Regions from separate parts of the Mus musculus genome. Here region 1 is linked to region 2. The links are chromatin contacts, called in public HiChIP or PLAC-seq maps. All regions are on one chromosome and are shown on one strand. Each heading gives the region's core, a stretch centred on a gene start, on an enhancer-like site or on the middle of the called end of the contact. The rest is flanking DNA. Distances are from core to core; before and after follow the strand shown. Region 1 has its middle 27 kb from the start of Kcnk5. Region 2 overlaps Nid2 (nidogen 2).

Region 1 (2,771 bases), core at 153-2,652, 430 kb before region 2:
CTTTAGCAGCCACACCTGGAAATGTACAAGCTGTGAAAAACCAGAGTTGCTCAGAGCACAGGTTCTCCCTGCTGAGGTGAGGCAGGCCACAGTCTGCCTTATTTCAGCTCTCATGCACCAACAAAGGACCTTTTTAAAATCCAGTTCATGACGTGTGTGTGTGTGTGGGGGGGTCATTTTGAAGCTTAAAATAGACTTTGGGTGCCAGGCTGAGTAACTCTTTGGCCTTTCTGAGCACAGGGAGACTGTGAAATACCTGGCCAGAAAGCACTGAATTGGACTCAACTTTACTCAGGATCCAACCACAAGTTCAAGGTGCAAAAAGATGTTAAAAAGGCATCTTGGAGTAGAAACACATGATGAGGTTGTGTGTCCATCGGTTGAAGAAAATATTGTGGCCAGTGACTCACAAGAACCTGATCTGCTGTTTTTCTCAGGAACATGGTTTGGTATTTGCTAATTCAGGATGGTTCCATGGTTTAAGAGCATTGGCTACTCTTGCAAAGGATCCAGGTTTGAATCCCAGCATGAATGTAGTAGCCTCTACTGGCACCGCTTGCATGTAGTGCACATACATATCTGTAGGCAGGACATTCATAAACATAAATAAACTAGAAAAAAATTTTTATCAGGTATAGGTGCTTGCTTGTTTACAGACATTTAATGTCATCATGTGTTTCTATTTCAAGCACCAAGTGTAATGACCTGAATTCCACCCCCAGAACCCACAAGACGGAAGAAGAGAGCTGACTTGGACTCCTTTAAGTTGTCCTGTGACTTCCATACACCTGTTGTGGAACAAGCAAACACACTTGCAGAGAGAGAGAGAGAGAGGGAGAGGGAGAGGGAGAGGGAGAGGGAGAGGGAGAGGGAGAGGGAGAGGGAGAGGGAGAGGGAGAGGGAGAGGGAGAGGAAGAAGAAGAAGAAGAAGAAGAAGAAGAAGAAGAAGAAGAAGAAGAAGAAGAAGAAGAAGAAGAAGAAGAAGAAGAAGAAAAAGTTGTAAATGCTGGGTGTGGTGATGTACACCTGTCATCTCAGTATACTAGAGTCTGAGACAGGATGGGCATGAGTTCAAGGCCAGGCTGGACTATATAGTGAGACCCTGTCTCAAAAAAAATAAAAAGTGAATGAATGAGTAGATGGATGGATGGATGAATGAATGAAATGTACCCAAGTGCTTTGCAGAGTGTCTTGAAGTCTCAGCAATAGTGAAGCAGTGACTGCTCCAGCCTGGGCACTTGCACAGGGGTGACACTGTTGCCATGGCACCTGTGCTTATTTACGGTTCAACGCCCACGTTTTAACCCCTTCTTCCCCAGGGCAACCACTGCTGCAATCTGTGCTGCAGCCAGGGAGGGGCCACACCTGAGCAAACAGCAGACACAGGCTCAGCTGGAATGAAGGCCAGCCAGGAGGCTTTACGACCTGGGCCTTATCTTCTGTGGCAGTTACCAAAGCACTGCCCTGCTGTCTGTTTATACAGAGACTATCAAACAACAGGGCCTCGCGCCCTGCTTGCTCAGACCCTGGGAACTGTTCCTACAGGGCTTCTGACTGCACTAACTTGCTTCCTGCTTTCCTGGCTGAATGTTCCCATCGCCTGGTGGGCTTCGGTTTTCACTTTGGAAATGGGGATTAGAAATCGCAATCCTCAATTTACAGAGTCATGGCAAATGTGGGGTCGGCTGCAGTTCAATAGCCTAGGTGTTTGTTCTGGGCCGAAGATGAACAAGATCTGACAATGAGAAGTGAACAGGGAGTCACTCAGCCACAGCTTTGGAATTTTCAGTTAGATAAAGACTCAAGGAAAGGGAGGCATGTGGTGCTGTCCACTCACAAGGAACTTAGCGTCCGTAATTCATTTGTGTTGGTTTTGATTTGCTGAGATTGTAACAGACCCCCAGAGCTTCATTGTAACAGAGCCCTTAAGACCTTAGCCCAACTGACTCCATGATGGAAGTGCCATTCAGGCTGTAAAACTCAGCATGTTCTAGACAGCGCCACCTGTCAAAATGAAAACCAGACTTAATCCATCAAAGTCCACAGTTATGAGAAAGTCTTTAAATGTACCTGACCTTGCTTTTTGGCTTCCATAGTTCTGCTTCTGGCTAACTGTTTTTGTTAACTGAAGTATGTCATGCCAGGACATTTGTGTGTGTGTGTGTGTGTGTGTGTGTGTGTGTGTGTGTGTGTATGAACTAGAAAACTCACCCTGAGAAAGGCTTGGAACTACACTGGGATTTCGAACACCCATTGTAGTTGCCAGCCAGGTAATAAAGACTTTCTATTATTGGCTTAAACCCATGTCTAAGCATCTTTGGATATTTCCCACAACAGAGTCAGGAGCTCACATAGTCCAGGCTAGCCTTGAACTTGATATATAGCTAAGGGTGACATGGGACTCCTGACTCTCCTATCTCCACCTCTCAAGGGATAGGATGACATGTATGTGCCACCACAGCCAGCCCTCCCTTGTCTCTCTCTCTCTCTCTCTCTCTCTCTCTCTCTCTCTCTCAATGAATATCTATTAAGCCTCAACTGTGTACCAGATTCAGTGTTAATGTAACGGCTGGGTATTCTTTAGAGAGCAAAGCAAACAAGATGCTAAAACCAGGCAAGGTTGCCTGTCTGTGATCCTAGTTTGGGAAGACTGGAAAAGGAGAATCATTATTTTGGGGCCAGCCTGGATAACATAGGGAGATTTTTTTTTTTAATTTTTTGAGACAGGGTTTCTCTGTATAGCCCTGGCTGTCCTGGAACTCACTTTGTAG
Region 2 (2,702 bases), core at 42-2,541:
AGCGTGTAGATCCACGTCAGTGAAGTGCACAGGAATGTGACCCACTCGGAGGCGACCACTCACTTTCCCATTCACTCGGTGAGGTGCCCCTGAAAGACAAAAGCAATCCTTTCAGCCTTGGCCCCCATCAGGCTGGGGACCGGTGTACACAGATGAGCCCACTCTCCTGACCACGCCTCATGCTCACTCTTTGGAGACATTTCTTTACTATTATTGCTGTTCTCACTGTTGGTTTGGGTTTCCTTGCAATAAGCTCTCTGTAGACGCCAACTGAGGATTCGTGATAAAATCTAGGCTAGCCTTCAACTCTCAACCCTCCTGCTTCTCCTGTCTCAACAGTGTTACAGTCATAGTTAGAGCGACATTTAACAAGTCCCTTCTGTGATCGGTTCCTCACTTATGACCCAGTCCTGCCTGTCTCTCTTCCATTCCCCTTCTTCACCCTCCCCTTTAGCTCTACCAAGCTAGAAAGAGGGCAAAATAGAAACGTTTCAAGTCACTCTCAAATTGGGAAACCAGTCCAAACGTATTTATCACTCAGTCATCCCCTGAACCCTTGAAAGTCACTGGTGCTGGGATTCAGGCATCAGAGATGTAAGGACACCAAGCAGAACCCACACTGGAACTGGAAACAGGCAGGGGTCAACAATATACATGCAGCAGCCCCGGCCTGTCAATCACCTTCTGGCAGGCAGTGCTTCCCGTTTCCGTAAAACCTCGACTGGCAGTGGCAGCAAAAGCCAGTGGTGTAGTCGGTGCAGAAGGCATGCTGGGAGCACCGGCCGTGGCTGTGTTCGCAGGTTTCCAGGTTGGCGCCATTATACGTGAAGACTGAAGAATAAAGCAAAGAGCATTAGAAAGCCAAAGGATTCCAGCATCGCTACTACCAAGCTTCGCCAGACGTCACAAGCGCTCCGTAAAACGGCTTGGACTGTAATAAACAAATAGATTTGACGCTACAAAGATGGGAATAACATTCAGCCTGAGGGATTAACTTTATATGTTCTGGCAAGATGCTCAGATCATTGCGGCCAACTGGGTCTTACTACAATGAGGGTGAGCTGAGTGGCCTGAGAGCAGCCTTGCAGACAAACCGTAAGCGCGCATTAGAGTGAAATTTGTGAAATCACTATTTGGTGAGGTGGGGAGAAAAAAAGGCCAAATACTGGCAATTTTGTATGACTCAATGTAAGAGTAATCTTTTGAGAGGAAGTCAAAAGAGAGGAACTAAGAACCAAGGTCTGTCTAACTCTTATGGAACCCAAGCTTAAAGGATGTACACACACTTGCTGCGTCAACACTTGCCGTCAAATGCAGGACTGGGGAGGGAAGAGAGACGACAAGAAACAGGACTGAGGAGCCCCAGGTCCTTGCAGGCTTTGTGCTTCCCAGCTTGAGGATGACTTTCATGCAACAGAAACAGCCTAGTCCACAGAATCTCCACAAAACCACCCTGCACCAGAGGAAGCTCGACCCCCAAATCTCCCACACTCTCTTCCCATTACAGAGAGGTAGCTGTGCAAGAGGGAGACGAAACGGAGAGAGCAAGAACGAGAGGAGCCTGCCCTCAATGCCATCACGCTATCCTCTGCAGAAGAAATGGCCAAAGTGTGCCTGAAAGTTGGGTCACAGGCAGGTGAGTGCTTTCCGCTAGGATGCTGGGCAATACCTCAATTCCAAGCACGGCCACTAGGAGGCAGGGTACTGCGCATGCTTCTGCCTCCCATCCCCCAGAAGTCAGGGTAGTCTGGAGACACCTAGAGAACGCTGATCAAGCAGGAAGGGCAAAGAGTTTTAGTGCACTTTAGCCACTGATGCTGGCCTGAGTGTCAGCTCTGGAAAGAAACAGGCTGTGGTGGCCTTCCAGGGCTATGTTTGAAAACAAGGAACAGGCCAGGGTGGAAAAAACTGAAGACTCAGTATTACTGAGAATAATACCCCAGGCGAGAACAAAAACCAAGACAATGAGAAGATCTAGCTTCCCGATGTGTAACAATGCAGCCGCGACAAAGCCTTGCATCAGCAAACACAAGATTTACAGAGCTAACATTTAAGCAGGCTGAAATACACCATCGGCTTTAACATTAACCCTCAGCTGCACCAGAGCTGGGGGCAGCAAGTGCTACTTTTAATCTGTTTTCCAGATAAAGAAACAGAAGCAGAGGATTGCGGTGAGTCACCTGAAGAAGTCATGAGTGCAGCAAGCACATGAGTCTGAATTCTGAAGGTCCAGATCCCTACTACCCCCCCAGGGGTAATCCAACTAACACTAAGGGCTACAACTGAAGGTTAACAACTAACGGGCGTTTGCAGCATGCTGAGAGAAAACACACAGGTAAGAAGTGGCGAAGGGGACTGGAGGTGGCTCAGCGGTGAGGAGTAGTGAAGGCCCAAGTTTGGTTCCCAGAACTCCCATGGGTGGTAACTCCTGCTCCACAGGATCTACTGCCCTCTTCTGGCCTACTTTTGCACCTACACTCACGTGCACATTCCCAAACACAGACAGACATTAAAAGTAAAATACTTATTGAGAAGTGCTGAGAGCAGTGAGAACATTCCTTTAGCAATTAGACATCCTGGGAAGCAGCAAGCTGAGGGCTCATCAGCTTAGAACACCTTGGTTAAAGAGAAAAGCTGACCTGTCAGAATGGAGTCAGTGATTACGCTGAGTGAGCCCAGCTTGACAGAAATAGAAAATTAGT

What was found. HiChIP or PLAC-seq counts read pairs in DNA pulled down with a chosen protein or histone mark.
Region 1: an H3K27ac HiChIP or PLAC-seq map of differentiating embryonic stem cells shows a contact between it and region 2, with 2.8 times the contacts expected there. The contact joins two enhancer-like sites. A contact is called at or near these places in 3 of 115 datasets of contacts at active chromatin or transcription factors (differentiating embryonic stem cells, embryonic stem cells and extraembryonic endoderm stem cells).

Annotation. Positions count from the first base shown.
Region 1 is chr14:20,207,217-20,209,987 of GRCm38.p6, reverse strand. No RefSeq gene overlaps it. Among named protein-coding and RNA genes, the nearest start is that of Kcnk5, 27 kb to the right of the region's middle. Within about 2 kb of position 1,402, at least 50 of the 459 cell types and tissues checked have an H3K27ac peak or open chromatin away from gene starts, as enhancers often do. A contact at or near this core is called in differentiating embryonic stem cells and extraembryonic endoderm stem cells, where this site is marked.
Region 2 is chr14:19,776,125-19,778,826 of GRCm38.p6, reverse strand. Nid2 (nidogen 2) reads right to left here. Exons shown (of 21, transcript NM_008695.2): 5 at 682-831; 6 at 1-89. Among named protein-coding and RNA genes, the nearest start is that of Nid2, 26 kb to the right of the region's middle. Within about 2 kb of position 1,291, at least 27 of the 459 cell types and tissues checked have an H3K27ac peak or open chromatin away from gene starts, as enhancers often do. A contact at or near this core is called in differentiating embryonic stem cells and extraembryonic endoderm stem cells, where this site is marked.